4 separate regions of the Mus musculus genome follow, and all the other regions are linked to region 2. The links are chromatin contacts, called in public HiChIP or PLAC-seq, Micro-C and promoter capture Hi-C maps. All regions are on one chromosome and are shown on one strand. The core of a region is the stretch at or near the end of the contact, and the rest is flanking DNA. Distances in the headings are between cores, read along the strand shown. Region 1 holds the start of Astl (astacin-like metalloendopeptidase (M12 family)). Region 2 holds the start of Mal (myelin and lymphocyte protein, T cell differentiation protein). Region 3 holds the start of Stard7 (START domain containing 7). Region 4 holds the start of Adra2b (adrenergic receptor, alpha 2b).

The links. Promoter capture Hi-C pulls out the DNA fragments that hold promoters and counts their contacts. Hi-C and Micro-C count contacts between places; a contact is called where the count stands out from the background. HiChIP or PLAC-seq counts read pairs in DNA pulled down with a chosen protein or histone mark.
Region 1: a promoter capture Hi-C map of embryonic stem cells shows a contact between it and region 2, with 2.6 times the contacts expected there. The contact joins the promoter of Astl here to the promoter of Mal in region 2. A contact is called at or near these places in 9 of 39 promoter capture datasets (the 3T3-L1 cell line, embryonic stem cells, erythroid cells and 3 more), 1 of 484 Hi-C or Micro-C datasets (embryonic stem cells), 1 of 115 datasets of contacts at active chromatin or transcription factors (bone marrow-derived macrophages) and 1 of 9 other capture datasets (embryonic stem cells).
Region 3: a contact with region 2 is called in an HNF4G HiChIP or PLAC-seq map of pancreatic cancer cells. The contact joins the promoter of Stard7 here to the promoter of Mal in region 2. A contact is called at or near these places in 1 of 39 promoter capture datasets (embryonic stem cells), 1 of 115 datasets of contacts at active chromatin or transcription factors (pancreatic cancer cells) and 1 of 9 other capture datasets (pancreatic islet).
Region 4: a contact with region 2 is called in a Micro-C map of embryonic stem cells, with 2.5 times the contacts expected there. The contact joins the promoter of Adra2b here to the promoter of Mal in region 2. A contact is called at or near these places in 4 of 39 promoter capture datasets (embryonic stem cells, hematopoietic stem and progenitor cells and stem cell-derived epiblast-like cells), 4 of 484 Hi-C or Micro-C datasets (embryonic stem cells and myocytes), 3 of 115 datasets of contacts at active chromatin or transcription factors (embryonic stem cells and pancreatic cancer cells) and 2 of 9 other capture datasets (adipose tissue and embryonic stem cells).

What each region holds. Positions count from the first base shown.
Region 1 is chr2:127,337,420-127,343,525 of GRCm38.p6, reverse strand. It overlaps Astl (astacin-like metalloendopeptidase (M12 family)), which reads right to left and starts at 1,890. Exons shown (of 9, transcript NM_001291003.1): 1 at 1,775-1,890; 2 at 1,050-1,175. The coding sequence starts at 1,829. Dusp2 (dual specificity phosphatase 2) reads right to left here. Exons shown (of 4, transcript NM_010090.2): 3 at 6,058-6,106; 4 at 5,149-5,945. The coding sequence ends at 5,731.
Region 2 is chr2:127,654,296-127,660,111 of GRCm38.p6, reverse strand. It overlaps Mal (myelin and lymphocyte protein, T cell differentiation protein), which reads left to right and starts at 3,417. Exons shown (of 4, transcript NM_010762.5): 1 at 3,417-4,071. The coding sequence starts at 3,979.
Region 3 is chr2:127,266,180-127,271,926 of GRCm38.p6, reverse strand. It overlaps Stard7 (START domain containing 7), which reads right to left and starts at 1,698. Exons shown (of 8, transcript NM_139308.2): 1 at 1,047-1,698. The coding sequence starts at 1,345.
Region 4 is chr2:127,359,843-127,365,426 of GRCm38.p6, reverse strand. Adra2b (adrenergic receptor, alpha 2b) reads right to left here and starts at 2,248. Exons shown (of 1, transcript NM_009633.4): 1 at 1-2,248. The coding sequence starts at 1,847. The coding sequence ends at 501.

The DNA.
Region 1 (6,106 bases), core at 641-3,140, 320 kb after region 2:
CTGAAATTGCAAGTCACAACCACAGAAGGGAGTTGAGGTTGGTGAATACTTCTTGTCTCAGTCTGCTTTGGTTTCTCATCTTCCTGTCAGGGAGCCTCCTGCAGCTGACTGCTGGGAAGAGAAATCTTGGGACCCATGAGGCAGTGAAGGAAGCCACAGAAAGCTTGAGAGGAGTGACTACAGGAGCACTGCCGGATCCCCATCGTAACTTCTGACTACGGATGGTGGCACAGACTAGACCCACCCTCTTGTGAGTCCTCTTAGGTAGGAGAGGTCGCCTCAGGATTATCTGATCAAGGTTGCATCCTGAAATCTAAAAGGCCACTCATTCTCCAGGATCTGGTATAGTTGTGTGGCCTTAGCCCTCAGAGCTGTCATTCACAGCTGCAGCTGGTGGTGTTTACGAACAAGACATCAGCTAGGCAGGGACAGCTGTTAGCAACTACTGTGAGCCCGAGCATGGGAAAGTCTGTGACTTTGAGAGCGAGTGCCAGGGAAGCCATATGACTGACCGAGGACTGGGTCCATCTGAGCTTCTAACCAGAGAATGAAGGGAGCAGTAGTCACCATCTACACTAAAGCAAGATTACCGCTGTTCTGCCAACATTTCAGCCCATGATGACGCCAAGATCTGAATTCATTTCCATTGCCAACAACTTCAGCCCAATGCGTCTGTGTTCCTCATGTCCGAGATCCCCAGACAAAGATGCCCTGAGCCACAGACTTCTTTGTTCCTTAACAATCCACCCCACTTGGCCAGGTCACGCTTACACACCGCTACTTACAGAGAGATTGACATGCTCTCAAATATCGACTGATGATTTTACTCAAGTCCCAAGCCGAGAGAACACCAGTGCTCTTATCAGATCATTCTAAAGACATTTACAGTATCTCATATAAAAAATATTAACCAGCAAAAGAATACAGAAAAACAGACAAGCATTTCCTCATGAAACTTGATTTCCCTGCATGCATGGGGACATTTCCTCTCAATCTTTTCCGCATGTCCACATTCAGCATGGCTTTGGAGTGTGGCCCCGTGTTCTCACCTTGGTTAATTGCGGGGATGTCCTTGTCCTGAAATACCGGGCTTCCCTCAGGAGTGAAGCCTTCTGGAACACTGGTACTGCAGACTCCAGAACATCTGGATGCTGAGGGTGCTCCCATGCTCAAACCTGGCTCAGGAAGACAAGTGCAGACATATAGATGCCCCCGGGACTCCACTGTGAGCCGGGACAGCAGGCAGCAAAATCCAGCCCCTTCCAGGAGAGGCCACCCAGGATGCATTCCTGAAGCCTGCCTGGCTATCTCACTCATCATACCTGGTGACAAGGCCTAGATGCCTTCAGTGAAGGAGATCCCTTTAAGGGACTAACACTTGGCTCAGAAAGGCTAGGGCAGCCAATATGAGGCAGAAAAGAGGCACAGTAGACTTTAAATCTTCAGGCAGCACCAGAATCAAGGCTGGCCTCAGACCCTACTCTTGAACATTTCTCTCCACTCAGGCTGAGTGCCTGCTGCCCCAGCCAGGCTAGAAACTGGCTTACCTTAAAACAAGTAGGTATATGGTATGACACTTGGCAATCTGCTGTTAGGTGGGCCCTCTCTACTCCTACAAGTATCAGGAGGCCTCCTCCTTGGTTCCCAGGGGCTCACTCATAGGTACAACCCTACAACGCCATGTTGGAGCTGTGAAACTAAGTTAAGATTATCTTAAGCCACAGCTGCAGCCTCTGGCCTCTTCCCAATGTCCCAGAGACTGGAGCCAGCTTACCTAGCAAGGAGAGCATAGTTAATATCCAAGGCCACAGGCTTCCCATGATACCCATGGTGGGTCCTCACTGCCCTCTTGGCAAGCAACACACAGAAATGTGGCAGGGAAAGGCCTCCTTAACTCAGGGACTCTACCATCCACCCCCTTTAATAGGGGCTTCTCCAGCCCACACCTGCAGCCTCCCAACCACCTCCACCTGCAGTTCCTCCCAACAACTATCACCTGAAGACCTGCCCAGTCTTACCAGAGGACTCTACCCCTGTCCCCAGCCTGAGCCTTCTGGACCATAGTCCCATCCATCTTGGCTGAAGTGGGTAAAAAGTGGGCCGGGGACACAAAACAAATCCTTAGGATACCCTTGAGCAGGGTAGCTTCCCTGAGATTCCCCCTCCTGCCACCAGAGGGCAGAGAAGCATTGCAGCCTCATGTAGTTCATGACTTGGATTGAGATCCAGTCACTAAAAGGGGGCTTTCCTTTTCCTGTTCCACCAACTACCGGAGGGTTCAGACCCAGAAAATCTGCTGGGAAACTCAAGGCACCTCTCCCTATGTGGTCACCATACCCGTATAATCTCTCCCCTCCCCCCTCCCCTCCTCTATTTATACGAGAAAGGGTCTCATTAAGTAGCTTTGGCTGTCCTGGAACTCAGTATGTAGACCAGGCTGGCCTCAAACTCAGAGAGATCTGCCTGCTGCCTGTGTCTACCTCCTGAGTGCTGGGATTAAAGGCATGTGTCACTATGCCCAGCTATAAGCTTTTATTTCAGAAGCCATATAGGAAAGTACACAGGTTGCAAGACTCTGAGAAACTTCACACTGAACACCAGCATCATCAGCACCCAGAGACGCCCCCCACTGCAGAGGGGACACTTTTGAACTCTTAGACGCTCATATGACTGTGGTCCTTCCAATGCCACTGCCCACTGACATGATCGGCCAGGGCCCCTTCCCATTTCACTAATTCAAAATACAAAGCTCCCAGACTTTCTTCCTTTACATCCTGCCATCCAGAGACCCGGCCTGGATGGACAGCCTGGAACATACCAAGTCCACCCCCATGTTCAGTAAAGGAAAGCCAGAGCTCCACAAGGACCTGTTGGCATTCTTGCTGAGCCTGGGGCAAACATCTCTCAAGAAGTAGAAGCTAGAGCCAGACAGAGGGGCTATAATAAAAGCAGATGCTGCTGATGCCTGAGCAGAATCTAGACTGGTTTCCAGGAATCCGATGGATATGCTAATTATCTTGACCAGCAGACTCATTCCTTCACAGTGCTTATATATGTCAAAGCTTGTCAAGTACCTTAAACACTCCATTTTTTTCCCATTAAAAAAGAAGATGCCAGGGGTGGTGGCGCACCCCTTTAATCCCAGGATGTGGGAGGCAGAGGCAGGAGGATTTCTGAGTTTGAGGCCAGCTTGGTCTACAAAGTGAGTTCCAGTACAGCCAGGGCTACACAGAGAAACCCTGTCTTGAAAAACAGAAGAAGAAGAAGAAGAAGAAGAAGAAGAAGAAGAAGAAGAAGAAGAAGAAGAAGAAGAAGAAGAAGAAGAAGAAGAAAACGACGACATGAGTTGTCATGGTGGTTCACACCTGAAATCCCGTAGAACCGATTGAAAATTAGCCTGGGCTACATAGTGAGGGGCCATCTCAAAAATATATTTAAAACAATGACCTAACTACTTAAATGTGCTTACTAAAATCATTATCATCACATTAGTGGAAAATCTCATACACAGTATTTGGGAGGCAAAGGTAGGTGGATCTCTTGTGAGTTTGAGGTCAATTTGGTCTACATATTCAGTTCCAGACAAATCAAGGCCACATAGTAAGACTGTCTTAAAAAAGGAAAGGAAGGAAGAGAGGGAGGAGAGGAAAGAAAGAAAGGCCATTTGCTAGGCAGGTAAGATGTTAGAAACACAGAAGGGCAAGGAATAGGTCTAATGGGACCGCCAGCAACCAGCCATGCTATGTATAAGATAATGAAAGGTTAATGACTCTGGGACGCAGGTGTCCACCCTGAGCTGGGCATCAAGTCCACAGGTCCCAATAGAAACTGGTAGGGTTGCCTGCCTCATGGCCTGGTACAGGCGGGCACCAGTACAATAAACAGATATAAGATGAATAGTGGGGAACATAGAAAAACTAAGCAGTGTGTGTGTGCTACGGAGAAAGGCGAAACTGGAGATGTGATTGATGGTGGTGACGGATGAGAGAGGGCTGGTGGACACGCTGTCATTGCCCAGGAAGGTTGGCAGAATGGCAGCCTGGAGCTTATGCTGATGCAGACTCAGCTCCCCAGACCTTCTGCCTGGCCTTGAAATCCCGCTAGCTCTGAGCAACCATGGAAGCCCAAGATGAAGAAAGGTTTGCTTTCTGGATTAGACCACCTTAAAGGTTCAGGAAGTCATGTTGGTATCTATAGTCCATGTTGCTGCCCCAGGATGGAGATGCAAGTCTGTGCCTCTGACTAATGATTTGACGTCCCTGGGCTTTGCTGCCTGGGGTGGGTGGGGAGGGGGGCTCAGGTGGAAGCATGTTGTTGCGAGCGGCATTTGTAGCCACCTGAGGCCATGTTGTAGCACCTGCCCAGGGACAGCTGCTGTGAGCCATGAATAGGTTAGTGGCTCTGATATGGCCAGCCCACTTGATGCCTGTGGTTACCACTAAGGCAGGCTGCCTGAAAACACGTTAAAGTCTGTGGGTGTGGGTGTGGGAGAGCTGGCCCCGCCCCTCACTGGCTCTTCCTCAGTTGATGGCTTCTGGTATGGAGAAAGGCTAAGAAAGACTCCTCCTCCTCCTCCCTGTGGGCCACTAAGAATTCAACCATGTTCCAGTGAATATATGGACAAAACAAAATGGACTTACCTTTTCCTTTTGGGGGGGCAGAACATCCTGGGGAGGGGAGGGAGCAGATGTGGGAAAACTGGGAGGTGAGCACAATCAGGGTGCTTGATGTGAGATTTCCAAATAATTCATTAAAAAAAAAAAACTGATACAATTCCTGAGGAAGGCTCAGAACAACCCTAGCTCTTGAGTGCTTTACCCAGAGCAGAGAAAATGGGCGCCAGGGGTAGGTTATGCACCCTTCATCCAGGGAGCCAGTGCCCTCTGATCTAAATGCCCTCAGTCAACACATACCTGCACACCACACACTAGGTAAATGTGGGGTCTGATCAGGGATGCACAGAGCCGCTGTGAGGCTGAGGCCGACCTCGGCCTTCCTAACCCTCCCAGTTCAACCACAGGCTAGAACCTGTATGGGAAAGAGCCCAGCCCAGGCCAGCCCAGGCCAGCCCAGGCCAGCCCAGGCCAGCCCAGGCCAAGGCAGACCACTCAGCCATCGCAGGCACAGACTTGAGACCAGACAATGTGGTACTGCTCTTTTTTAAACAAAACACTGTTTTTATTGACACAACCTCAATGTTCTATATAAATATAAAGTGCTGTTTCCAACGCCCCTCCCTGGCCCACAGGGCCGGGAGGAAGTTGGGGAGAGAGCGTTAAATGTCAGTTGAACACAAATAACTTTTCAGCACCAATTACAGCGAGATGCCCACACACACACACACAAAAGTCAGATGTCCGTAACATGACACACACGTCACTTCCTGGCTCCCCTGGGAGCACAAGGCTTAAGCTTTGGGTCAAGGGCTGCACACCCCTAGACATGGTTTCTGCTTGTCACAGCTTGTTTTCTGAGCCCTTGGGTGACCAAGGGCTTTAATATAGTAAATTAATTAATTAAATTAATTTCTGCAAGTCGAAGGAGGGAGAGCAAATAAGGGCCAGCCCTTATGCCACCTCAGAAGAGCACCATATCAGAGCAGCCGTCATCCTGGATTTCCTAGCACCCCAGTGGGACGGCAAGATGAGGAGGGAGGAGCTGGGCCACAGCAGCTTCCCCCAGGAGTCAGTCAAAGCCAGAGCTGTGGGTGGGGCCAGGCTGGGCTTTGCCTCAGTGACACAGCACCTGGGTCTCCAGCTGTAGCAGCTGCCCCATGAAACTGAAGTTGGGGGAGATGACTCCCCGACGTTGCTTAACAAAGTCAAAGGCCTCGTCCAGCCGTACCCGGTGGCTCTGAATCAGGTATGCCAGGCAGATGGTGGCTGAGCGAGAGATGCCAGCTTGGCAGTGCACCAGCACCCGGCCCCCACTATTCTTCACCGAGTCTGAAAAAGAAATGTGGAGCCGAGAGTCAGACAGGAAGGTGGACAGAGGAATCAGGTGCCTGTACCTTCTCCCCTACAGTTCCCACAGAACCCTGGGCTGAGGCTCCCCTACCTATGAAGCTGATAGCCTCCTGGAACCAGGCACTTATCTCCACCATCTG
Region 2 (5,816 bases), core at 2,168-4,667:
CTGAGGAGGTTTTGAGAGTAGAGTCTGTATTCAGTGTGTTGCCATACCTGCAGGACAGGCCCGGAGATTCCACTACAGATATTCAGAAAACAGAGCCCCCACTGCACAGGCAGCCCTCAACTCAGCCTTGCTGTGTAGAAGGACTGGTGGTGTGTCACCTGTGCCGTGTGCTATGATCTGAATGCTTGTCCTGTCCCTTATTTGTGTGTTGAAGCTTTACCCCCCCCCGCCCCACCCCAGGTGACAGTAACAGGAGGTGAAAAGCCTGAGCCAACTCAGACACCACCCTTCATGGTTTGCTCTACAGTGACCAGGAAGTGCTTTGTGCAGACCCACCCTGAAGAAGGTGGTAGCCAGGTATCTGTCAACGTTCATGTCAAATACCTTTTGGATGCTACTCCCCAGGGGAACAGGGACTTTACTCAAACGCCCTCCACCCTCCATGCAGATTCTGACTCATCCAGACAATGCCAACCCCCGCCTTAGGGAGCCTTCGCTTCCTCAGTGGTGGAGGACCATGTCTTTCTGGTACTAGAAAACATGGGCATAGAAGAAGCAAGGCAAAGAAAAAAAAATTGGGTGGAGCCCTTTGTCCTTGGAGGCAGCTGAGCACACAGCACCCCCTGAGTCCATCAAAAGATAGCCTTCTGAGAACCAGTCATAACGTCTACTCTGCAGCATCCCCAGAAGCAGTAAGAGAAGGGCCTTCTGGATCCAAGATGCCTAGTTACCCACCATATAGCCTGGGCCCGTTATCACACACTGTGAGTCTGGGTGGTAGGGTAATGGTATATAAGACAGCTCTGGATATTAAGAAATATCATCCAAGCTGAGTGTCTGCTGTCATGCTGGATGATAATGCCTGCCAGCTCTCCTCATCTCCAAGGCCAAGGATGCTGGGACAGCCCTTAAGCCATCCACCCAGCAGGGGCCTTCAACCTTCACACCATGCAGTGAAACCTGTAGCTGTGGGCAACTGATGATAAATAAAGTCCCTTGGGTTAAGGGCTCACCCAAGGTAGCTCTCTAATTTCAGACCTGCAAAAAGCTTCTCTATCCGTGTGAGCACGATGCCCCACCCCATCTTCTCCCCCCCGCCCCCCCCCCCCGCCACCAACTTCCTTGAGCTCCTAAGATGGAAATTGAAAGGTCCAAAGCCCCACTAGTGGGTGGGGTGCCTCAAGGAACAAGTGCCCAGGGCCATGTCTGAGATGACCACTAAGACTGAATTTGGGAGACTGGGGGTGGTCTTTTGGGAGCATTGATCACAAGTTCCTAAAGCTTTACAGGACAGCATCAGTCTGGTTGAATGCTGAACACTACTCTGCAGACTCAGAAGGGCCTTTCCCTTCTGAGCCATCAGTAAACTGGTAGTTACCTTACTTGAAACCCCGAAACCAAATTGTACCTGCTATTGTTTGTTGGCAGTTCCTACTCCACAAATACTTTTCTGACCATGTCTCTCTCCCTAAACCCGTTCTCTCCTGCCCTTTGCATGAGAGAGAGAGAGAGAGAGAGAGAGAGGAAGTGACTTTTTCCTGACTCAGTTCCTACCTTGGAGAAAGATATCATAGGCTACCATACAGTTTAACAAAAGGCCCAGACCCACCTTAGACCCTAGGCACTCGTGTGCTTCTAGGAAGACTTGAGGGCACTGTAGTGGATTATTGACTAGAGCTCCTCATCGTCTATATCTTTTTTGTTGTTGTTGTTTTTTATTTATTTTTGTTTGTTTGTTTTTTTGGCTTTTAAGACAGGGTTTCTCTGTGTATCCTTGGCTGTCCTGGAACTCACTTTGTAGACCAGGATGGCCTCGAACTCAGAAATCCGCCTGCCTCTGCCTCCCAAGTGCTGGGATTAAAGGCGTGTGCCACCACGCCCGGCTTGTCTATATCTTTCTAGAACCCTAACTATGACCCTAGATTTTTATAAATATGAGCCATCTGGATCATTAGCAAGTGGCCCAGTGTAGCCTGGGGATGCTCAGCTGAAAGTGAAACCAGACCCGTCTACACAGCCAGGGCGCTCTATATCCAGATGGAGTCATTCTCATGCTTCCTTTGTTGCTAGGCGCAGACAAAGCTGAGTCCCCCTGGTCCTTACTCTCAATCCTTGGCTAACACTTGGGGCAGTCTCACTGAGGAAGAAGATGACAGATAGATTTGGGTAAACTATGGTCAGGAAGGTGAGCATCGAGCAAAGGGTTCCAGGTGAGATGGGAGGGTCACCAAGACAGGGATGGGGAGGCAGATTTCCTTGACGTTGGCCAAGATGACCAGCTAATCCTCCCTCTGGACTTAGAGCCTCCCCCACTTTATCCTGTGGGAATTGGAACTGCCAAGCCTTCCTGAGTGCACCAGTACTTTCCCCTTAAGTCATTAGCCCAAATGTTAAGGCCTTAGCCACAAAGGTTTGAAATAAGCAAAACCAGGGACACTCAAAGCCAGGCAAAGACATTGTAGAGTCAACAGCACCTTTGTGGGCTTTTATAGTTAGTATGCACGCCCTTAGAAATTGCTAACCAACTTCAACTGGATTTGCTAGTTGGTCATCTTATATCCGGCTGGTGGTGGCTTTCTGTGGCCAGTTTGCTTGGGTTTGCCTCCACTAAATATCTCCTTAGAAGGAAGAGACACTCTCAGGATCCAGCAGGGCTACCAAGTTGTAAGCTGCCCAGGGTGAGGGAATAGGGGAAGGGGCCCTGAGGATCTCACAGCTCATCTTATCTAGAGGCCTTGACCTGGGGAGCTGGATATTTGGCGGAGGCACTCACAGGTATCCAAAGCTGACAGCGTGGAGAGGCTCACAATAGAACAGAGCATCTTCCCACTTCAAACCTCTGGTCCTTTCTCATAAGCGGTTGCTCTCATCAGCAAATTCATGGGCATGGAGTCTTGCTTTTGAAAAATATGCCCAGAAATGTACTTCTTGTAGGGAATGGAATAAGGCTGTGCAGAGGGAAAGTGGGAGGGACCCTATACACACAAGACCCTGAACAGTAGTGGCAACTGGGGTAGGTGGAGGTCAAGTTCAGAATCTGAGCTGGAGGTTGAGAAAGGCCATTTCCCTTTCAGCTAGAACAGAGTTTAGCCTTACCGTATGTAATTTAAAAAGAAAAAAAAAAAGGATTGGTGTGATTTAAATGGCAGTTACTGGAGTGTGATACTTGTTTAAAAATAAAGGCAAAAATAAAACGTAAAGTTGTGGTACAAGAAGAGTAAATCCCCAGAAACGACTCAGCAGTCCATAGAGTCAAAGGACACGGGATGGGGGAGAACTGCCCCATCTCCAGAACTGAGGGAATCTCCCCTGGCAATATCTGCCCCAGGAATGCAACTTGTCCCATCACCACCGCCGCCGCCAGACAGCCTCTCAGATTCGTTCTCCTTAGAGTCACTTCCTTCCCTCCTGCTGGCATATAGTTTCCCTGACGAGCCTTGCTGTTGCCCCTAGAACCCCCAGCCTGCCGGTGAGATCGAAATGTGCCCTCCGGGAGCTTGGATGTGAAGGCTGCACATTAACACACCCAGCGGAAGACTGGAGACACGACTAGAGTTAAAGGGAATGGATGTCAAAGTGGGGAAGTCTCCGATAGGTTATTGATGAATAGTGATCACCTGCGTGGCGCGCAACACAGGGAAGTGCAGCGCGCGAGCCGCTCCATCCACTGCCCTCAGGCAGGTGGCAACTAGGGTTAGGTCAGGAGCGTACAGATTCCCAACCCAGTCCTGCAGATCTTCAGAGAGCACTCCGTCGGGTTTCAGGGCGGCGCCAGAGGCGATTCAGCCTTGTCCTCTAGGGCAGTAGACCCGGGCGGGGCGGGTGGCCGGAGCTCCGCCCTCCTCTGACCCTGGCTTTTCAGCTTTTAACCCGCGCGGGAGGGCGCCGCGGCCACTGGGCTCTCCGGAGGGAGCGAGTGGTCAGTGCGGAGCCGGAGGCGAGCGTGTCCAGTCCCAAGGCCGACGCCAGCTCGCAGGCATGGCTCCGGCAGCGGCTTCGGGTGGCAGCACCCTGCCCAGTGGCTTCTCGGTCTTCACCACCTTCCCTGACTTGCTCTTCGTTTGTGAGTTTGTGAGTGATAACGCGCCCTGCTCTGGGAAAGGGACCGGGTGGGTTGAGTTGCTGGGGGTGGGGTGGAGGGGTTGGGGGGGGGGGGAGCTCTGCAGCTCTGTCCCCAGTCACAGGAGGGAACTAAAATCGGGAAAGTTTTCCCCATCTCTCCGTGGTCTGCTCCTTTCTAAATTAGCGGACCGATTTCCCAGGCAGGTGCAGAAAAACCTCTTCCTAGAGTTTAGCTCCTATCCGAGCGCAGCTTCCTTACAAGGTACCACTGAGAGTCCTCCTGAGTAAACAAACCCAGCTAAAGAACCCTTCCATGCTGGCGACAGAGATTTGGAGATCAAGAGTAGCCAGCCTTTTTCAGGCCCTTTGAAGTTTCTGGGAAGGAAATGCCTCTGTGCCAATTTTGAAAAACAGTGGCTGTGCTTTGCTGGGCCGCGGTCCCCAAGCCCTGTGTGAGGGGAGGGAGGAGTCAGGGAAGACAGGTGAATTTTGTCGCCTGCCTTGGCTGACCTTGGGCTGACTCTGCGCCTGGGCTGGGTTCTATTAGCCTTACACTGTAGAACCGACCCACTAGCTTCGAGAAACTTTCCTATTGTGAGCTCCAGCCAGGCTTCAGAGCTACTTCAGTTTCTAGTCCCCAGGGTCCTTTAGCACTTACCTGGACAGGAGGGTGTTTGTTCAATTCTGTGGGTGTGGAGACAACATTTCCTGTGCTCCCACCACGCAGAGGTCTTTGTGTGGAGTAATAACTTGGAGAAAAAAAGTGTAGGTGATTTTAACAACTGGATCCCAGCTAACTGGATGGCTAGCAAAGGAGGCTGTGGACACCAAGAACAGTAGGATCCATCATCAAGGGGATGTCACTGAAATTGAGATGAATATTGAGTTGAACCCAAACGTGGGTATTTCTAAAGTGATTTCACACCCCAGGCACAATCACGGCCCAGGCTATGGAATTAACATAAGAAACCCTGCACACCGCTAGCTTACAAATAGGAACAGCCAATGCCCAGAACAGGGTTGGACTTGCCAAGGTCATCCAGGTCTTTAGCAAGCCTTCCAATCTCATAGAGTTCCTTCTAGGCTCAGGACTGCCAAGCAAACCTTGGAACAGTGCCAACTTAATGTAGTTGACACAGGCATCTGGCCCATATGAGAAAGCACCTACTGGGTGCCAGGGGGTGGGGAGGAGCATTCTTGTCTTTGTCATCTCTTAACCTATGTCTGCCCATTATTGGGTTTCTAGAAATGAGCAGATGGTATCCAGGACCTGGGACTAAGTCATGGGCGGCTCCTCAAAATTTTACAAAGAGGAACTTACAGAGGTCTGATCAAAAGAGAGCAAGATTGCACCTGAGGTGTGGTGGGGCACAGAGGTTTTTAAGGGAGAAAAAAATCTTAGTCTCGAGAAACTGCTGTTGGCTCCTTGGAGAACACCGTACCAAGTCATGAGATAAAGTGGCAGTTGGGCTTCATGCTTCTTTGCGAAAACTTTGATTGTAGACACACACACACACACACACACACACAAGGGCAGGGGAGCTCTGGTGATGGCAGGTCCACAGCCGCTTTTTTAGTTATTCTCCCACTTTTTTAGTTATTCAGTATGACAGAAAGGCTAGTTCTGAGGATAGGAACAGGCAGGACAATCAAATCCATAGAGAGGGCAGGAGGACCCCACCATCCCCGTGAAGAGAGTCTCTTGGTATGGAAAAATCTCAGCATTATTTGTTTAGTGAAAATGCCCCACACCG
Region 3 (5,747 bases), core at 449-2,948, 390 kb after region 2:
ATTTCTCTGTGTAGTCCTGAAACTCTCTTTGTAGACCGGGCTGGCCTTGAACTCTGCCTCCTTCTACTTCCCAAAGGTATGAGGTAGGTAGGTTTAAGGTATGAGCCACCATGCTCAGCTCTGCTCTCATTTGTAACGTTAAGATCAAAAACAAAAAAAAGTAAAACAGGTTCTCTCCTTAAGAAATATCTAGAAGAAGCTGGTGTTGGTTACTGAAACTACGGTTTAGAATGGAGGGTGTTAGGTGGAGGGGTAAGGAGCACAATTTGAGACTGTTTAAAAGGAATATAGAAATGTAATGTAAAAGCACTTTCCTTTAAAGATTATCTATCTAAAAGTTATAAAGTCTCAGAACTACAGGTTAACAAAAATAAATCAATGCCAATGGGCTTTTCCACAGACAAAACATAATGGTACAGTATTCGAAGAGTTCTAAAACAGTAAAAACAAAACAAACAAACAAAAAAAACCTAACCTAACTCTTACTGGTTAGAATATCCAGGCCATTGCTTTGTGCAAACAGACAAAATCCCTCCCAGCTTCTTGAATGTGCCAAGACACAAGTCACAATGACAGTGGGCTGTCCGCGCAAAGCCCGAGTTCCATCTGGATCGCAGTCATTTTATAAATGGCATGCTACATCACACACACACACACACACACACACACACACACACACACACACCCTTGGGCTTATTTTAAGCCCTATTTTGAATTTGCACTTTTCTGGGTACACTGATTACCCGAAAAATCACCTGTATACCTCAGATATCTAATTTGGTTTTGGAGTATTTTCTTTAGTGTCATACTACCCATTCGAAGTCGTCTCTCTTGTGGTTATTTTTAACCTGACAAGTGGATTTAACAGGCATGGGGGCAGTAACACGGGGTGCTAAAATGGGTTCAATCTATTGCATCGTACTCAAAAGACCACTGGGCAAACTGGGCACTGTCAACAGCTCAAGCCCCAAGGTGCCCACCAACCTCCCGCCCAGGCCCACCCTTCTCTACGGAACAGGGACGCCAACTGCAGCCAAGAGGCTCACCTCTGCAACTCCTCCTCCTGGATTCTCTCCTCGTCCCATACGAAAACACCGGAGAGCGCCGCCATCAAAACAGAGGCATGGCCGGGGCGGCCTCGCAGCCGGCGCCAGAAGCGTCCGAGCAGGGCGCAGCGCGAGCTCTCGGAATACAGGCGGCCGTAGAGCTGCGCGATCTGCTGCGCTCGCCGCACGCGCAGGCCCGTCACGAAGCGGCACTGATTGGCCAGCGCGGACAGCAGGCCCCCGCCCCGCGCGCCCGCCAGCCAGGCGGCCAGGGTGGCCGGTGGCCTCCTCGGGAACATGTCGGCCTCTGTGGATTCCCGCGCCTGCCGCGGGGCCCCGGAGAGGAAGGGCTGGGGGAAGGCAGGCCGGGCCGTCCGCGCAGTCCCCTTAACGGGTTGACCCCGAGGCCACCTCACGCTCCAGAAGCCAGGAGCCGTCCCTCATGCCTTTTTGCAGAAGCGGCTGAGGTAGCGTGGCTTCCGAGGAGAGCGCCGTTGCACGAGGCCCTCTCGGTCCCGACAGCCCGCCCGTCTGTGTGTACGGCGGGAACTCGCGGGGCCCCCGCGGCCAGGGCGCGGGAAGCAAAGCGGTGGCCGTCCCAGGCCACAGCAGAAGCGGTCCCGTGCGCCTGTGTCCGCCTCTCGCGCCGAGTGCGCGCAACCTAACCTGTTTGTCCTGCCCGCACTCTGATTGGGCGCATCTCAGAACCCTGGGCGCTCATTGGCTAAGCCAAAGTGCTCCTCCGCCCTTGCTCCGGGCTGCCTGGTAGCAAGCTAGGTGGCGTGGCGGGAGGGCCTGTCAAGGGCGCCTGGAGAGTGACCCTCGGACCCGGCGGTGCAGCCATTTAGGGACGTCTCACCCGGTCCGGAGGAGAGGCACGGTCAGGTGCGGTGGCGTTCCGTTGTCCTGAGAGGCCCGGCCTGTTTCCCTGTTCTCTACAGTCCCGGGAGGGGCGGTGCACGCCCTACGTGACCCCGCACCTATCACAGCCCAGGGGCAGCTTCCTTGGTCCCCCTTGCCCTGATTCCCCGAGCCCTCCTAAGTATCTGCGGCAGGGACGCGGTTCTGGGTTCCGGCTCCGAGAGAGTACGGGTGGTCCATCCTTAGGGCCGAAGAACACCTTGCAGAGAACTCGAGGGCGGGTGACCCGTTGCTCTCTGAAAATGCGTTAGGCCTGAGCAGTCTCTGACTCGGAGGAGGCAACAAGGTAGGAGAGTAACCAGGTTTCCCAAAACCTGTCTGGCCACGTGTATGTAACCTAATGGTTACTACATGGAGTCTCAGGATACATCAGTATTCTAAGCCAGGGCCTGGTGGCTCATGTCTGTAATCCCAGCACTCCAGAGGCTGAGGCAGGAGCATTGCCAGCCTGAGCAACAGTGTGTCTCAAATAAATAAATAAATAAATAAATAAATAAAATTGCCAGCCTGAGCAACAGTGTGTCTCAAATAAATAAATAAATAAATAAATAAATAAATAAATAAAATTGCCAGCCTGAGCAACAGTGTGTCTCAAATAAATAAATAAATAAATAAATAAAAATTCTCTGTCCAGTTATAAGATGGAAATAATAGCTGCCCCTTAAGTGAAGAATCAGTCTGCCTCCATTTTAGTCTTAAAAGTCATCTTACAGATAGTAAAGACAAGCCAGTTCACTCCTTTTTATGATTAAACCTGTTTCTCAAGGATTGAGCTATGCCCCACCTATAACCTTAACCACAAATAGTTCTGTACTGTCTCTTCCTAGAATCGTAGTCATTTCTTTGTTTTTTAAAAGTTGTGTATAACCATCTTGCAACCCTACCTCTATTTCAAAAGGCTATACAACCACCTATGACTACCTTGTTAGGCCTACCTTGCAACCGTGCCTTTGTTTTAGGGACCCTTGTAAAACTAACTTGTTATGCTTACAGTGTGCCTCTGTGACCCGGCCCATTTTACCCACCAAATCCCCCGTTTGGAAACTCCCTACCACTGACCTATAAAAGCCTTGTCTTCCTCACATCCAAGGCTGATCTCTGGAACCCCACCTTAGAGGGAGGCAGCCCTCATACATGAATTAATTTAACCATGCTGATTTGGGTCAGTGGTCTTACTCTTCCCATGTTTGCTATTAACACAAGAAGCTTTACAGTAAATTCTTTCTTTCTTTTTTTTTTTTTTAACTTAAGAATCTTAGCAGGGCATGGTGGCACAAACCTAACCAGCACTCCAGAGGCAAAGGCAGATTGGCTCTCTGTGAGTATGAGGACAGTCTGGTGTACAAAGCAAGATCGTGAGCTTGGCCCTCAGCCGATGGGAAAAGACACAGCTACCATCTGAGTTAGAAGAAAAACCAAGTGCACTTCCTAGGTTGCCTTGTCTAGACACTTCAATTGGAGTGGCAGTCTTTTTCTTTTTGACCCTAAGCGTTTCTAACAAGGAGAACCTGCAGACAGCTCCCAAAGCAGTTTCTTCAAACAAGGAAACTGGGGCTGGGGAGGGGGACTTGTGCATAATTATACTGGAGAGACTTGCCATTCCATCTGGAGCTGGGCACATTCCTGCAGTGCCCACTCATGCCTTTTCACACAGAACGAGCTTTAAAATATCAGAGAGGTCTGGTGTGGTGGCTCCTGCCTGTAACCAACCCCAGCACTCAGGAGGACTGCTTCCTGTCCTCGGCCATTCTGGGATACAGGGAGACCCTGCTGCAAAAGATGCAAAGCAAAGCGTTTGGAGAGCACCGCCTAGAAGCTGAGAATTGAATGGGACAGTGAACAAAGTCTACTCTCTAAGCTGCCTAGAAGGACCTTTCTAGTCTACTCTGCTGCCAGTGGGAGGCAGCAGTCTCTCCCTGCCTGTCAGCAAGAAACTTCCTTACAGAGGATTTAGAATTTTACGGATACCCTCACTATTGTGTGCCATCTTAGATATTTGTACTAAAACAAATTTTTCTCCAAAGGTTCAAAGGGAAGGATAATTTCTGGTGACTGAAATTTAGGCTTCTCCTGCTCCATCCAGGCAGAATTTAGAGTAGAGATTGATAATGTGTTTATTTCTTCTTGAGAGAAATGTGTAAGCAATAGGAAATAGTACCGGCCTCTTGAGCAATGAGAGGGTTGTACTTCACTGCTAACTGCTTCCCGAGCCAGTGAGGTCTGTGCCAACCCCAAACCTGTGAATGGTTTGGGGATGCTATCTGCCTTATAAAGCAGGATGTAGGAATTGTCTTCTGGAAGGACATAGTTGTCTTCTCTGAAAACCTCCCACATCATCAGCTTTGATGTTTTCTAGGAAAATAGAGTGTTATGAGGAGTCAAGATTTTTACAGTTGAGGTCAGAACACAGAAACTGCAACTAGCAAATCATGAGTGTATTTACCTCTAGAACATAGCATCGAGGGCTTCATTAAGACTGGATAATTTGCCAGGTGATGGTGGCGCACACCTTTAATCCCAGCACGTGGGAGGCAGAGGCAGGCGGATTTCTGAGTTCAAGGCCAGCCTGGTCTACAGCGTGAGTTCCAGGACAGCCAGGACTATACAGAGAAACCCTGTCTTGAAAAAACCAAAAAACAGAAACAAACACTCCCCCCTCCCAAAAAAAAAGAATGCTTGCTGGTCTTCCAGAGTTCATTTTCACCATATTAGGCGGCTTACAACCTGTAACTCCAGCTCCAGGAGATCTAATGCCATCTGATGGTTTCTGGGGCACTCGTATACATGTGGCATATTCTCATACAGACACACAAAATTAAACAGTCACAAAGTGAGAGGCTGGAGAGGGGCTCAGCAAATAAAAGCACAGGCTGCTCTTCCAGGTTCAGTTCCCAGCACCCACATGGTAGCTCACACCTGTCACCCCTATCCAGGGGATCTGACACCCTCCTCTGGCTTCCTTGGGGAGCAGGCATGCACACGGTACACATACATACCTGCAGGTAAAACACACATGCATATGAAATAGTAGTGACCAGGTGGCTTGCTGGGCAGGCAGACTTTTGAGAATGCCACCTTCTGTTTGGGGACCTACTCAGAACCATAACTTGTTGAGTGTTCAGAAAATGAATCAGGGGCTGGTGAGATGGCTCAGTGGGTAAGAGCACCCGACTGCTCTTCTGAAGGTCTGGAGTTCAAATCCCAGCAACCACATGGTGGCTCACAACCATCTGTAACAAGATCTGATGCCCTCTTCTGGAGTGTCTAAAGACAGCTACAGTGTACTTACATATAATAAATAAATAAATCTTTAAAAAAAAAAAAAAAAAAAAAAAAAAAAGAAAATGAATCAAAGAATCCAATGAAGTGTATGCTATCTCCAAATCCAAACTTACTAGGCAGTGTGCCTCTTTTTTAGTGGTAGGAGTGGACCACAGTAACCTGTCCTTCACCTTGAAAGGGGTAGATTAGGCCATCAGGATGACTTGGAGAGGCCAGATGTTGTCCAAAAGTGCACTTTAGTCCCAAAACCTGGAAGGCAGAGGCAGGTGAATCTATGTAAGTTTGAGGCCAGCCTGGTCGACAAAGCAAGTTCCAGGACAGCCAGGGTTACACAGAAACCCTTGAAAAACAAAACAAACAAAACAAAACAGATGGCTTGTTGGCTATGGACACCTCCTACCAAGCCCAGTGACATGAATTCAATGCCCAGGACCCAAAAGGTGAAAGGAGAAAACTGACTCCTGAAAGTTATCCTCTAACTTCATATGGTGCGTGTAC
Region 4 (5,584 bases), core at 999-3,498, 290 kb after region 2:
AAGATCAGCCTCAGGCTGCATAGCAAGTCTGAGACTGGTCTGGGCTACATGAGACCCTGTCTCAAAAAAAAAAAAAAAAAAAAAAAAGAAATGAAATGAACAATAAAAGAGAAGAGAAGAATATGATGAGAAAGAAAGAAAACCACCACAAGTGGCCTGCCAAGGCACAGGGGGTCTCCAGGAAAGGGAAGCCTGCCTGTTGGCTTACAGGTGGCTGGGAGGGAGGTATTCTAATCAGCCTTGGCCACGTTCGAGAAGGTCCAAGCTACCCTTCCTGAAGAGAGAGCAGGGAAGAGGTATCCCACAGTACAGTCAGCAAGGGAAGGTTTCAAATGAGCCCCTGGGAACAGCACATTTGTCCTTTCCCCTTCAGGGGTGTCTGAGGATGAGGTCTGCAAATGGGCCCCAGGGAAATGGTCACATAGACTGCGGAGGTGGCAGACTACCACCGGGTGGTCCTGGCACTAACCCTGCCTGGCACTGGCCCGGAGCAGGCAGGCTCACCAGCCAGTCTGGGTCCACTGCCGGCAAAGGATCCTTCGAAAGGCACGGCGGAAGTCCTGGTTGAAGATGGTGTAGATGACAGGATTCAAAGAGCTGTTGCAGTAGCCAATCCAGAAGAAGAACTGGAAGAGGCCATGGGGTACCTTGCAGTGCTGTGGGCAGATGGCCCCCAGGCTGTAGCTGAAGAAGAAAGGAAACCAACAGACCACAAAAACACCAATGACCACCGCCAGCACAAAGGTGAACCTCTTCTCTCGGCTCAGCTGTGTCCGACGGCGCCACCACTGCCCACTGGCCACACCCACATTCTTGCTCAGAAGCACCTGGCCACGTAGCGTGGCCAGCACCCGGGAAGTCTGAGGCTGCTGCAAGGGTGGGTTGAATACTGAGGCAGGAGAAGCTGGCAGTGTTTGGGGTTCACATTCTTCCACCTCCTCTTCATCCTCTTCAGCTCCCTTCTCTGCAGTTGCCCCACTAGTCCCCTTCTTCTGGTCCTGGACTGATCTGGGCAGGGCAGACCAATTGGGTGGCAAAGCCCTGGCTTCGGGATCTTCAGGGGTCTCCCCCTCCTCCTTCTCCCTTGGAGGCTTGGGGTGTCCATTAGCCTCTCCGACAGAAGATAGAGGAGAGACCAGGGTGGGCACTTTAGCCGAGGCTGGAACTCCCCCGGCGGCCGGATGGGGCTTCTTGGACTCACCCTCCCCAGAGCCCCTCTTAGCTCCGAGACCTCTGCAGTGGCTGCGTTTGGCAATTACATAGATTCGCAGGTAGACGAGAATCATGATGAGGCAGGGAGCAAAAAAAGATCCGATGCTGGAAGCCAAGATGTACCAGGCTTCTTGGTTGAGCTCACACTGGGGGAGCCCGTGGGGCTCTGGGCGCTGGTCGCCCTTGTAGATGAGGGGCGGTAGAGAAATGACGGCTGCAATGAGCCACACGGTGAGGATGATGCATTTGATGCGGCGTGGAGTGCGCTTGGAGTTGTACTCCAATGCTCGGCTCACTGCCCAGTATCTGTCCAGACTGATGGCACACAGGTGCACGATGGAGGAGGTACAGAAGAGCACGTCTAGCGCCAGGTAGACCTCGCACCACGCACGCCAGAAGTACCAATAGCCCAGCAGCTCGTTGGCCAGAGAGAAAGGGATGATAAGAGTAGCCACTAGGATGTCGGCTGCTGCCAGTGACACCAGGAAGAGGTTTTGTGGTGCACGGAGAGAGCGGCTGGTCAACACAGCCAGAATTACCAGCGCATTGCCGAAAATGGTGAAGAGGATGAGAAAGGTGATGGCCGACGCGATGGCGGCGGTGGCCTGCACCGAGTAGGGCTCCTGGTGGACCATGGCGGGGCCGGACATGTCCAGAGAGAAAGATGCTGGCCAAACTCACAGTACGCAGGAGAAAGCGCCACCCTAGCTCCGCTACTGTTGGGGGCCGTCCCCCCAGGCGGTGCAGATGGCTCTGGAGCACCGTAGCCTGGCCGGAGGTCCGGGGACACCCAGGACCATCTATCGCTCTCTTACGTTCTCTGCCACTGGTGCCCGGCGTCCCTGCAGTCCGCCCCAGAGAAGTTTTCCAAGTTGTCTCACTGCCGTCCCGGGACCAGAGGAAAGTCGCGCCGTCGTGCGGCACAGCTGCAGGACTCACAGAACCGACTGGGGAAGCGCACCCTGCTCTCGGTAAAGGCGCTCTCTCCCGGAGCCGCGCCTGCAGTCAGCCCTCCGCGCAGGGGCGTGAGGAGGAGAGCCAGCACCGCGGGAGGAGGGAGGAGATTGGGGGCGGGAGCTGGAGGAGGGAAGGAGGCGGGGCGGGCGATCCGACCAGGGTGGGTGGAAGGTGCGCTTTGCGGGACATGGACCTGCGACGCACATCTTTTACTCGCCCCGGGCCCCAACATCTTTCTCCTTCCCGCCGCTGCGCGGCCGAGTCTAGAGAGCAGGGAGTCTGGGGTCGTCGGCGTTCTGGGAAGAGTATGTACCGAAGAGAATCGGTGCGTGCTGAGACCCGGAGCTGGTCTGTCCCAAGGGTCCACTTGCCTTCTGTCTGCGAGTCTAGGACAGAGCACCCAGATCGATAGACTGCTTTTGTCGCTTGCAGCAGCCCGACAGAAAAGCGTGTAGGAGAGTGTTGAGCTCTTAAGCATAATAAGCCACACCTCCATCCAGCATCCCAGCAACCGAGAACCTTAGGGGCCGGACCAAAGTGGGGAGAGAGTTCCAAATCCCCTTTCCTAACGCTTCCCCACCCAAACACCACTAGGTCTAGGTCAGACTTGCGAGGTGCAATGAGTGAGTCTCTGTGCTGCGAGCGCCCTCTGCTGCCATCTGAGTGCAAGAGGCTAGGGGCCGATGTCCTCGCAGGTCCCAGACACACACACACACACACACACACACACACACACACACACACACACACACACACACACACACACACACTAACTACTCCTTGGTGAGAAGCGACTAGTGGACTTCAACCACCCTATTGCTGCTTCCTTTTTCTCCATTAAAGGCAAAAAAAAAGTTAAAGTAGGAAGGGAAAACTGGAGAGATGGATCCGTGGTTAAGAGTGCCTCTTGTAGAGAACCTGTGTTCGGTTCCCAGCAGCCACAACAGGTAGCTCAAAACTGTAACTCCCGTTTCAGGGATGGTATGCCTCTGGCCTCCACCTACACTCCCCTGAACATAGCCACACAGAGACCCATACTTTAAAACAAATCTTAAAGAGGGAAACAGCTTGACTCAAAGCGCAGGTTTGGAGAGGAGCCTCTTGACCAACGGAAAAGGAGGTCCCTCCTCCAGAGCGGTGTGAGGAGATCTCTCCATAGCTCAGAAAAAGTCAATGTGGGTGGCTCAGGTGTAGAAAGGAGCCGGCCTTGGCCGCCCCAGATGTTCATGCAGCCTATCCAGTGGGAGAACAAGTTTGAGTGCTGAGCGCTTGCTCTTGCAGAGGACCCGATTTCAGTTTCAAACCCCTTTCCATCAGCTCACAACAGAATGTAATTCTAGTTCCAGGATATCTGATGACCTCACTTGACGCCACAGGCACCAAGCGCACAGGTGAAACATAAATACACGCAGAAAAAAACAATCATACACAAAAAAATAATAAATCTTTAAAAAAAAAAACTTTGAACTGGGCCCTGCTCCACCCCCAGCCTCAAGGAGGTTTCTCCACAGCTTGTGTGAAAAGAACCAGGCCTTGTATTTACAGCTCCTAATTCTGAAGGGCACTACATAAATATATATATATGAATCCCTAAAGATGGAGTCCACTCCCAAATCTCACCTCAAGTCAGTGAGTCTACTGGACTTGTCATGGCCACCACTGTGAGATCTCAAATGTGACCGTTGGGTCCCCACAGACCAGTCTTTCCTCAACTCAGTCTCCAGATCACCATGCCTAGCCACATGGGGACACTTTGAGCAATGCCTCCCCACCTCAGGCCGAGCTGCAGCTAGCTCTCTAGTTAGGTGGGACTGTCACAACCAGAGAGGGTGGTGCCATGTAGACCAGGCTTGAAAAGGACAGCCATTCACCTGCCCCTTTGAGGCTGTAGTCTTGAGACAGGTCTTACAGACCATCACGTTGGACAGGGCTTGAGTCCACAGCCACAGGTGATGAAGAAGTCCTCGTAGCCCCATTTACTGAGAAAGGGCTGAGGGTGGTCGTGGGAGCTTGAGAAGTAGCCACTGAGGCAAGTCCCTACTTGTCCCAAGCAACCTCCAGCCACACTCAAACTGAGAGAAGACTTCACAGATGATCAACGTCAGATGGGATATTTTATGGCCCATTCTCCTTAAAGGGCCAGGTCTCCAGGATCCTGCAGGAAGAGCAGCCAAGGTTGCCCCTAATCCCACCTTACTCCAAGCCCCACTGACGAACATTCACCTTGTTCTTCCCTGAAGGGGCAACTCTACATCTACCAAGTGTCAGGACTCACCAAGTCGGGTGTCAGCCCAAGATGACCACAACTTAAGAGAGGTGCTCTCCTATCCTGCAGCTAGGAGGGCAGCAGGAGCTGTCCCAGAACCCAGGAGTGTCCCAGTCTGTGTATCATTAGTCCTTCCCAGGGTTTGTTCAGCCAGACACTCTCAGTCTCAGTGGGCTCAGCTCACGCTCCAAACTCCATATGCCCTTTGACACTCGGGTGTGGTCCAAGGACTTGTTGAATTACATCCCCACCTCCATCAGGACACCTCCTCTTTATTGCTGAGAACTGCCATGGTTGTTGGTGGGTGAAGGATGGTAGACGCTTATCAGTGAATGGCAGACTCACTGTGCTCAGAGCCATTGTGCCCACACTGTCCCAGAGTGCCATCTCTGGAAAGACTGGGAATAGGGGCAAGGTGATTTTGCATATAGGTGACATCATCTTTTTCTAAAGAAGGGCAAGCTAGCATGGAATCTAAGGAGATGTGTGACATCTAAGAGCTGAGAGAGGGGCACTGAGTCTCCTGGTGGGAACCAAGCAGCTTCTAGAGCTGCTCTCCCTGACCTCAAGATCCCTCTGGGACTGATCCCATCCTCTTGTTGAGCTACTTAGTCTCCTTTCCAAGGGACCCTTACGTCTAGAACACTACGTCATGGTTCTCAACCTTCCTAATGCTTCCACCCTTTAATACACTTTAATACAGTTCCTCGGGTTGTGGTGACCCACAACAATAAAATTTTCATTGCTACTTTATATAACTGTAATTCTGCTACTGTTAGGAATCATAATGTAAATATCTGATATGCAGGATATGTGATATATCATTCCTATGAAGTTGTTCAACCTCACCCCTACCCCAGCAAAGGAGTTACAACCCATAGGTTGAGAACCACTGCTCTATGTGGTCAACCTTCCTCATCTCCATTCCTCCACCTACTCCCATGCACAGACACTGCCCCCACTACCCTTAGGCTACATTCAGTCCCCTGGTCCCCTACACACTCTCCTTGATCCCCTTGGGGTTAGGAATGCATCTGCAGTCTGCCCTTCCAGAGCCATAAGTCACCGAGAACCAGGTCCCTGTCTGTGTCCTCTTTCTCAGTGAGCCAGGAGTGTGGACCACTTCCTAAGTTGGCAGTACTTTAAGGT